2 separate regions of the Mus musculus genome follow, and region 1 is linked to region 2. The links are chromatin contacts, called in public Hi-C maps. All regions are on one chromosome and are shown on one strand. The core of a region is the stretch at or near the end of the contact, and the rest is flanking DNA. Distances in the headings are between cores, read along the strand shown.

Region 1 (5,236 bases), core at 1,276-3,775, 500 kb after region 2:
GGACCTGGTTGGCAAGTTCTAGGTGAGTGAGCTTCTGCTCTGGGATACACAGAAGGTCAGGGCTGCACTGCGGCACGGGGCGACACCTCTGTGCAGGGGCTACAGGGCCGCCGTAAAGGGCTGCATGCTGACTGGTTACTCTGGGCTGCTCTCTTTTCATTTGTTTATTATAACAGGAGAGGGTGGGATTTGACCATGACTTCCTGTTGTGATTCTTCAGCGACTTCTGAAGTTGACAAGATACAGCTCTTTGCTTGTTTGCTTGCTTCCTGTGCATTCCGTTTAAGTGCCTATTCACGTGTTTTGCTCATTTTTTTTTCTATTGATGTTTTATTCTTATTGAACAGTAGGAATAATTTTAATATTCTGGAACTCATTCTTTGCTGGACTATGTGGTTCATAGTAAGATTTTTTAAAGGTAAAATAAATAAATAAATAAAAATAGATTTTTTTTTTCCATCCAGATAACTCAAGGATGGAGGGTGTTAGAGTTAGCCCCATGACTGTACCTTCTGGTTTATTCAGAACATCAGAGAAATTAGCTGGGAAACAACACTTGAATACCTCAGCAGTCAAAGTTGCAAGTACTAACTCAATCAAGAAAAGGAATGTATCAGCTAACAGGCGCTAGATCCAAGGACAGCTGAGTCCAGGTGTTCCAAGGCTACCCCACCTCCTATCTCAGTCTTCCTTCTCTGTCTTACCTTTAAGCTGTAGTTACTCTTTCTGTCTCTGTTACAAAGATTGCAGAAAGTGGAATCATGTTGGGGTGGTAGCCGTGCCTGGTGACGTGACGAGAGGAAGGGGAAAACATTCACCACGCACTTCTCTCTTCGTTGGTTCTCAATTTTGTACTCAGGCAATACTTCTTCTGGTGGTACGTGGGTCTTGCACAAGGTAGGTGGCTGTCCTGCCTCTGAGCATCACATACAACTAGTATTTGCTGAGCACTGATACCTGAGTTAATCCTTCCTACTTAATTGCATCTCTTGAAAGTGTTTTTCCCCCAGACCCCTAGAAACCTTTATTCCAGTGACAGAGCCCTGGCTGGCCTTGTTAACATTCAGAGAACAGCAGTTCTTACCATGCATGGTAGCTTCCATTGGAAACCAAGGGTCATATCATGGCTGCTAGCACGTGTATAATTTATAATTCTGTGAGCTTCCTGGCAGCTAAAGAAAAAAAAAATGGGGGTGTTGGAAAATTATCTGTCATTGTCTGTAGCCAATAGGTTGTGGAAAGACATGGACTTCTTTTGATCCAAGTACTTGGGGAAGTGTATCCACTTATCAATACAGACTATATTAAAGAGTATCAGGAAAATCGTATCCCCTTCTGACAAAATGACCAAGTAGCTCACTTAAGTATTTTAAACTGTAGGTATTCTTAATCCTCATTCCCAGAATCTTCCCAAATAATCCCCAAACAACGTGACCAGAAAGATACCACAATTCCCAGACAGAAAATGCTCCTAGGGAAGGTTTTTCTGACCATTCGAATAGAGATCTGACCTCCCTCCTTCCTTCCCCCTCTCCCCTTCCCTCCCTTCTTCCTTCCCTTCCTCTTTCCTATATCTCTTGGGCATCCTTGAGTTTGAACTATGATTCTTCATTGGCACATTCTCTTTTCCCCCTCTTCCTTTCCTCTGTCTTCAGTTTACACAGGTGGGTCTCTCAGTCCTGCATTCGTAGTACCTTCTCTGGCATTTCAGATAACCAAGAGGAAGGGCAAGCGTGGGAATGGCTGGAAGGGGGAGGAAAAAAGAGAATAGGGAAGGAAGGGGAGAGAGGGAGGAAGGAAGAGTGGAAAGGAGAGAAGGAGGGAGGGAGGAAGGGAGAGAGGGAGGGAGGGAGGCACCTGTCTCCAAGGAATAGAAGTGGCTTTTCCCAGAGCAGTCCCAAGACTAAGCTTTAAGATGGTTTCCTAAGTCAAGTACAGGCAGAGTGGGGTGAAGGCCTGGTGGGAAAGCTGTCTGTGGGTGTGCATGGAGCTGACGGGAAGAATAAACCAAGGATCCCTTCATATTAAAAAGGACTTTAAGAACTTAACATATTCAAAAAGAAAAATCAATGACCTATGGAAGTTTCCATCAATCGATCATGGTGAAGAGATGAGAAGCCCATATTTTCATCCACAGCATCCTTCTCTCGGCCCACCAAGAGTCCTAGTGGCCCATGGGGCTATTCTTAGGGCTGAGAAAGGCTTTCAGAGGGCTCTGGGGTGCGGGCGGATAGGAGTGATGAGCAAGCAAGCCAAGCTTTTGGGTAATGAGAGCCATTTCAGCTCTGTCTTAGCCCTGGGCACTTTTTAATTTGGATCTACCCACCTCAGTTCATGTCAAAAGCGCTAAAGGAGCCCACATTATAGCAAACTTTATCTCTTGCTGTAAAAAGCTTCAAAGGATTTTATGATTCTGCTTTTGAAACTAGATGGCTGCAAATAACTCATTTATTTTGTGATTAGTCATGGTGTCTCGGGTTGTATATCTGATTGTGCATGACAAAGCAGGGGCATGACCCACGCATTACTTTGGATGGCTGTAAACTGATGATGCACATTCCATTGAATGAGCAATGACATTTGTAGGTATTAATGGAATTTGCTTAATTTTTAGCTTCCCCTTGGCTGTGTGTGTGTGTATGTGTGTGTTATATGTGTAGGTCCATGTGTATGTGTGTGTGTGTATGTATGTATGTATGTGTGTGTTATATGTGTAGGTCCATGTGTATGTGTGTGTGTGTGTGTGTGTGTGTGTGTGTGTGTGTGTGTTATATGTATAGGCCCATGTGTATGTGTGTGGAGTAGTTCCTTAGGAGCTTGTATGTGTGTGTTATATGTATAGGCCCATGTGTATGTGTGTGGAGTAGTTCCTTAGGAGCTTGTATGTGTGTGTTATATGTATAGGCCCATGTGTATGTGTGTGTGTGTGTGTTATATGTATAGGCCCATGTGTATGTGTGTGGAGTAGCTCCTTAGGGGCCTCCCACTTCAGTCTGGGAGGTGGGATCTCTCACTGAGACCTGGGACTTAGCAGTTAGGTGAGGCTGACTCGCCAGGAACCTTCTGGGATCCGCCTGCAGGGCTGGAGGTTGAACTCCAGTCCTTAGGCTTATACAGCAAGTGCTTTAATGGCTGAGCCATCTCTCCAACCCTTATACTTTGCTTTTTGTATTTCAGGGTCAGCAATAGTTCAGCTCTCAAGCATCTTGGAAAGCCCTTGGGAAGAGTGAATGCCAAGCATAGACCCTCCAGTGCTTTGTGGGTACATTGGCTTCAGAGACAAAAGGCAGGCACAAATCTCTCCTCAGCTGCCAGGGGCTGGTGTTGAAAAGACACAGTCATTTTGCCTCTGAGTTTTCGGCTCACACAAGTCTTCCTGTTAGCAGAAAGCCTCATCGAGAGAACTGGCGAGTTTTCTCCACCAACCAACTTCCTTAGGAAAGACCTCTTGTGTGGAGACATCAGATGTGACACACAGTATGCTGGTGTATGTATCCTGGCTGTGCTCTGAGTGACTGAGGAATGTGCAGCAGCTACTGGAATGCTCAGGGACTTACTTTCCTCATCTGTGAAATGGGCTGATGTCAGTCCCTCTTCGTTCCTGCAGTTGTTTGGAAAGCTTGGGAGATAGTCTTTCAGAAAGTTCTTTCTTGGTGACCACCAGACTTCATAATCACAAGACAGCATATGAGGGTTGTTCCTCATCCCGGCTGTAATTTTAATGTATCCCAAAGGGTCTTGAAGGTGTTCTGAAGGCTAAGCCCCACCTGTCACAGAAAGCCAGGATGGGATTGCTGGGCTGAGACAGTGACTTCAGGGCAAGCATATGTGGGTGATGATTCCAGAAGGAGTCGTGAAGAGGTGGCGAGAGCACCACGCCTGGTGTGCTAATGATCATGCCAGGGTTGCAGGTTACAGGAGAGTCATTCCCACGGGACACCTCTGCAAGTCAGTCCAGAACCCGCATCAGAGGCGTGAAGAAGCAGGACTGTGTGGGCCTCACACCTCCATTTGATACTGCTTCAGGCCTATTTCCAGAGGCCTCCCTCAGCTCTTCCAGCTGCTCCATGACAGGACACAGCAAGCTCTGGTGGCTAGAGAGACCCTCAAAGTCTGAAGTAGGCAATCATTGGTGCCAAGGCAAACTGGGCAGGACTGAGGGGCCCTGAGTGAGTGCTGGTGCTGTGTGTCACGTGACTCTCTCTGCCATATGGCAGCACTGTGCCCCAACGTGGGGGCTCACCACCTATCCTGCAGTCATTCCTCACTCAAACCCTGGGCTGTCTGCAAGACATCCTGAAGCCCAGAGACTGAGATCCTGTCCAAAGGACTCCTGTCTTGGATGTCTCTGCCATGTGTGTTTTTGTGCGATGGGTTCCATGTGACCCAGTGACATGCATCATACTTGAAATACTTCCACTGCTGACAAAATAAATCAGCTCTGTCCGCCGTAGCACTCAGCTTATTAGGGGAAAATGGAAAGGGGGCATTAAATATTAATGCCGCATATTTTCCTCTCCCTTGGCGCCTTCTATGCCGCTGATCGTTGCCCAGCCAGCACAGCCTTCTGTCTTTTTTCCTCTGACGATGATAGGGGACAGGGAAAAAAAAAAAACTCTGGCAAGTCAGTGAGGGGCAGGCATGTGAAAGGGGCTCTGACGGATTTTTCTAGGCCCCTGCTTGGGAGCATGGCTGTCTCCATTAGATGCCAGGGATAATAAACTGTGAAACTTCATCTGTGGCAGGAGGTTTCTACTCTTGCTGTGGTGTGGCTGTAGTCACAGAGTCTTCTGAAGGAGAAGGCAGTTTCTCAGGAGGCTGGGTGGGAGGACAGAAGCTCAGAGACATGGGTGAGGAGTCCTAAGCTCACAGACCCCACGGCTCTGCTTCTGCTTGATTCCCAAAAACATTCAGCCAGGCACCCTTGCTTCTAAGGCCAGGCCACTGGAGGGCTGTGAGGTGACTTTCAGGCTTTGAAAAGAGGCTTCTGGACATTTTGACATTTCACTCAATCAGTCCTTGAAAATTCACTGTCTGTCTGTCTATCTATCTATCTATCTATCTATCTATCTATCTATCTACCTACCTACCTACCTATCTATCTATCTACCTACCTACCTATCTATCTATCTATCTATCTATCTATCTATCTATCTATCTATCTATCTATCTACCTATCATCCATCCATCTATTGTCTATCTAGATATACATAGATATCCATATATCTCTATATTT
Region 2 (5,402 bases), core at 2,778-5,277:
TCCATCCCTCCACACACACACCCTTGTTCTCCCTCTCTCACGATCGATCTCTGTAGATCCAGCTAAAGGTGTACTCCAAAGGGGAGGAAGGAAGACATGACCCAATGAACAGAGAGGGCAGGGATGCAGAGGGAGCGGTGTTTCCTCCCTGGAGAGCCTGTGCTGACATGCATATGTTAGCATGAAACATGGGTCTGATTATGAAACTCATGCATAGCAGCATGTATGCGCACCCCAGTTTTCCATGCCCACCTCACTGTCCACCATTTTTTCAGAACATATGACTTGTCTGCTTCTGTTGCCAGTGGATCCCAGTGCAAGTTCAGGGCTGTTGATCATACAGCATCTTATTGTGTGATGCACAGATTAATGGATGCGACTATCACAGTGTACTCTGCTGCTGTTTTTAAGCTCAGGATGGCAGATACTGGACAGCATTAAAACTGCATGGAGTGAAAGCTGTTGCAAATGTAGGAACGTGTCTAAGCTGATCCTCAAGAGCTTTCCACACCACTGATACCCTCCTAGATCTGCAGTTCCTGTCACCAGACTCCTGTTACATCTTCAGGGAGCCCTTGTCTGTGTTTCAGTGTGGACTGAGACGGCTTGGAGTGGCCCCCACTGGCTGTCCCACACTAGACCTGCTGGGGCTTGAGGCCTGGCTCATGGTCCAGGGAGGAGCTGCTTCCTCCTCCCTAGTTCCTCAGTGAGCTGCAGCTTTCCTGTGAAAGGATTGTTTGTTCTTTGATGCTCTGCTCTCTCATGTCAAGGTTTCCTCCTCAGTTTTCTAACCAAAGAACCAAGCAAATTATTTCTGAATCACCATTATCATTGATTACTGTCCTTAATTGCCATTTATTTTAAGAGCACTTAAACTCTAATTGCTATGTAATCATGGTCTCATTTGGTTTCACTTAACACTCAGAGCAAACTAATAAGGGAGGCATTTCTACTCTCCTTTATGGACAAGGATTAGAAAAGTCCATAACTTGATCTGAATGACATAACTAGCGAATGTCAGAGTCAGCTTTGCAGTTCCTCCTGAGCATCAGCCTTGGGAGCACAGCTGTGTTTCCATCACAGTCAGCCTCCAGGGCCTTAAGTGTACACGCAGTCAAAGCAGAAGTGTTTAGAAGTCAGACTGCGTTGGGAATGTGCCTCTTTAGATTTCCAGTGATGATTTCCATCTGTGCCGAACTGTTTTAAAACCAGTTGTCAGGAGCATGTTCACCCAGCCCGTCCTTCGGTAGGGGAATCCAGGATGCTGCAGTTCTCTGTGGGCATAGCAGGGTTGGGCATGAATCATTTTCTAGTGGCACAAGACGGTGACATCACTGAGACCCTAGACCACAGCAAAGAAGGGCTTGGTCCTTCCCACACCTCTGGCATCTCTCCTTCCTGCCATTCTTCCCATCTGTTGTGTGTCTCAGAAATGTGTTCCCCAGTGAAAACCCTTAGTCCATGAGAGAATGCAGTGTGAGGAAGCCCAACCACAGGAAGACTCAGTCTTGGCCATAACTGAGTTTTAGAGGAATTGCTCAAAAGGAGATGGGCCCAGGGGGAACACAGTCTCGAATAGTTTGCTGTTGTCTGTACAGCTCCAGCAGCCAAACCCCTCAAAATCAAAACCTGATATGCTCTAAACTTGGAGACTTTTGGACATCAACTTGACACCTTGAGGGGAAAATCCCATATCATGAAACTTTGTTTACCCACCAAGTTATCATGCTTTGAAAACTTACCATCTTACTGTGAGTATAAGGTATATGATAAGCTATGTATATAAAACATAAATGCATTTCACTTGTAGACTTTAAATGCTGTTCCCAAAATATCTCCTAATTCCACAATTGGAAATGCTCAGTTCTAAGCATGTTGGACAGGGGTGTACTGAGCCAGTACATGGTTGCCTATTTACTGTCCCCTCATTTAAAATGTGGGTCCCATGGGGGAGGTACTCTATTTCCTTCGCTGCTGTAGCCCAGTTTCTACAAGACCTTGTCTAGTGCCCAACATAAGTGTCAGCCTCCACTCAGGCCCTTTCTGGGCTACATGGCTTTTTTAACCCAGTATGTTTTATTCTAAAAGATCAACTTTAAGGAGTTATCAAGCCTATGATCTTACTGATATTCTGATTCAGGAAGAGGTGACTGCTTCCTGTAAAAGGCCACCATTTAGTTGACCTGAGAGAAGTGGCTAAGTCAGTGACAGCTCACTGCTGCAAAGACTCTGAGAGTCTGGGGGACAGTATTCGACCCAAAATGGCAAAACTATGGTGAAGGTCGTAGAGCACCTACACCCATGTGAAGACATCATAGGAGTCTCCTGGCTTGCCCAAGGGTGCCGTGCATGGTGTTCATGCTTCTGCGAGAGCCATCTGTGGTTCAGGGGTTAGAATCTTTGTACATAAACTTGAAAACAGGACAAATACATTTCCTCTATTGTAAGATCTTCTTATAACTTTAAAGTCGGTGTTAACTGCTTTTAAAAAATATTTTTGACTTGATGATGTCTAGTATTTAGGCATGGAATGATGAAGTAAGTTTAGGAATATCTAATGAGAATTGAGATACATAATTTCATACCTTCCCGTCCTGTTAATTACCAAACTATGCAATTTACAAGCTCTCTGTTTTACTGTCTCCTAATGCTTCCAACATAAGGAAAAGAGCATCAATAATTTAAACTTTAAACCATGGTGATGATGAAAACCAAGAAAACCAGTTGACCTACTTTTTTTTTTAAACTAACGGACTTTGAGGGGAAATATAGTTTTGTGGCACCGAGCTTCGAGGGTCTCCTTTGTTGAACACTTATGAACTTACAGCCCTGAGAGTACTTTAGGAAACTTGCTGGCTGAGAGGATGAGGAGAGTGGATAAACGGGAGAGAAGGCCAAAATAACAGGGGTAGGAAACCTTTAGCTCATAAAATACTGCTTTTTCCCATTTTTAGGAAGGGCATCTCTGGAGGCGCACCTCCGTCAAGCACGATAGGCAGCAGGCCCTCGCGCCTCTTTTCCTTGCCAGATATTTGTTGCAGACTGGAAGACATTTTATGATATTTATTTGATGACACACACCTGCTGGGTAGATGAAAAGCGACAGCTCCTGAGGATGACCCACTTCAAGGGCACAGTAAGCTTCTGAAGACTTTGGCAGGCTACCCTGCATCTTTGCAGTGCCTGTTGATGTCACTTGTTGCTCGTATCTGAGACCAGGGCCTTGTACACGTGTTGGAGGCAGGCTGCTAACCCCAGGGAAGAGATTTCTGAACCACTAACTACTTTGTAAGTACACCAAAGCCTGGCAAGGCAGCTGCTTTGTCAAGCAAACTGCAAACTTGTGAAGAGCTCATCTCAGCAGTCAGGATGTGCATCAACACAGGAGCGCACCAGCTGGGAGCGGACCTCCTAGGCTCCCCAGAGAGGAGATGAGTCCAAGGAGAAGGTATGGGTCCCATAAGGTCCCACTCAAGGGAAGATGCCAGGGAAGGAAGGGATGCATCGTTTTTCTAAGAGTTCACAGGGTAAAGAGAGGTTCCGGTTGGGATCAAGAAAGAGCAAGAAACATTTGAAACATGTGGGACACTCCTCCCATCCATCCTGTGCAGCCAGCCCTCTTGTCTCAGGCTTCCTTCACCCACATGAAGTCATGGCAGAGTAAAGATCTGGTAAAATGGGGAGGGGGCATCTGTCTAGTGAGAAACTTTACATGATATAAATTTTGGAGAGGCACAGCAGCAGGCATGCACAGGGGTGTTCTTAACTGTGTTGCACTTGCTGCCGTGGGATGCCTGGCCTGAGATGAAGAAGCTGGATAAAGGAGCATTAGAGCAGGGCTACGAACAGCAGCATGGAATGGCAAGGCAGGGGCTATGGGTGGGCACTCTGCACAAACCCAGTGAGGGACAGGGCCGGGCTTGCTACCCAAACACAGCTTCAAACTGTGCACTGCACTTCTTCCTGCCCTGAGCTTTGCTGTACAGAAAATCTAGAGGTTCAATGAGGGTGGGGAGAAAGTGACTCACTGCTAAAGAATGATAAACTCTGAATCATGACTGGATGAGGACGATGCTTGTTGATTCATAGGAAGTCTTGTCTGTGACTTCATGCGCATGTCTGGAAGCCTGGCTGGAAAGACATGCTGCAAGCTTGTGTTGTCTGTGACGGCCTCGCCTGCTCAAGTTCTCTCCTCTTCCTCTGTCACATACTGTACCCCAGGTCACCTTAAGTGTGCAAGCTGGAGACTCAAGACCAAATCATTCCAAATAGCTTCTTTTATTTTTCCTACGTTTGGGAGACAGAAGATGCACTCAGAGCCAAGTTTGCCTGGAGCTTTGGGCTAAGACACTAGTCATTTCAGGCAATGGAAGAGAAAGTAAAGGACGGTGTCTACTTTGACGTGAAAGGCAGAACCAATAGCAAGTTCTTACACAGTTGATTTCAAGTCGGATTGTGGGTACAGACTTCACAACTTTAAACCAGCCTATTGTGTGTGCTGTCCCTAATGGAGGCTTCCGTTTTAACACAGACACAGTGAACAAACATTGATTTCTGCAACTATTTTCCGTTGAAACTACCTGATACCTAAGTACCGGGTGGGGTGACTTCCCCCTCGCTTTCCGTGAGCTAGAAAAGACCGTAACTACTTGTAAACCCAGCTCAAGAGTTATGCATGTGAATGGTGTTGGCCAAGGTGTTGAATGCAGCCATCGTAATGATGGTGCCCTCTCACAAAGCTAAGCAAGCAGGAATAATGCTAAAATGAGGGACAGCCATTTATTTACTGTACTTGGCATTGTTCACTCTAATAATGCGTTTCAACACAGTAGAACTGCTAGATAATGCGGCTGTGGCTTTTATGCCCGTCATTGTTATTTAAATGAACAGTCGACTGCACTGTAATGAAGAAATGCATGCATTTCCCCAACTCACTTATCAACCAGGATTCCAGGAAAATGAGAATTTGTGTCTGTCTTCATTCACAGAGCAAACTGGAGGTCACTGTTTTCAATGTGAACCTTTTTTTTTTAGCTTTTCAACACTGAATAATTAGGAGTCGCTGCTTCTGAAATTACCTGTATTCACTAGAGAGAAGAAAGACTTTTATCTTCACGATGAAATACATGCTCTCATTCAGACTTGGCCATTCTTTCTCCTAATAGCATTTTACACCGTCGAGTCAATCCTAGGTAGTAAAATAAAAGAATGTCATTTCCAGAGCCACAATAGCCTTGTTTATTATTTACCTCCCTAAAATTCAGCTGCTCCTGAAAAATAATATAAATGTAAAAATGGGTTTAAAGCAATCGAACATATAAAGCAATTATCCACATAAGATGCCATTATAGACACACACATGTACTCGGCACTCTGATTTAAATTTAATTGATCCTTGAGTC

The links. Hi-C and Micro-C count contacts between places; a contact is called where the count stands out from the background.
Region 1: a Hi-C map of embryonic fibroblasts shows a contact between it and region 2, with 2.5 times the contacts expected there. The contact joins two enhancer-like sites. A contact is called at or near these places in 4 of 484 Hi-C or Micro-C datasets (embryonic fibroblasts, embryonic retina, muscle stem cells and 1 more) and 3 of 115 datasets of contacts at active chromatin or transcription factors (astrocytes, large pre-B cells and stem cell-derived neural progenitor cells).

What each region holds. Positions count from the first base shown.
Region 1 is chr19:56,035,311-56,040,546 of GRCm38.p6, forward strand. No RefSeq gene overlaps it. Among named protein-coding and RNA genes, the nearest start is that of Gm4470, 40 kb to the right of the region's middle. Within about 2 kb of position 2,526, at least 19 of the 459 cell types and tissues checked have an H3K27ac peak or open chromatin away from gene starts, as enhancers often do. A contact at or near this core is called in embryonic fibroblasts and muscle stem cells, where this site is marked.
Region 2 is chr19:55,538,619-55,544,020 of GRCm38.p6, forward strand. All of the region lies in intron 7 of Vti1a (vesicle transport through interaction with t-SNAREs 1A), which reads left to right. Among named protein-coding and RNA genes, the nearest start is that of Gm41871, 160 kb to the right of the region's middle. Within about 2 kb of position 4,028, at least 99 of the 459 cell types and tissues checked have an H3K27ac peak or open chromatin away from gene starts, as enhancers often do. A contact at or near this core is called in embryonic fibroblasts and muscle stem cells, where this site is marked.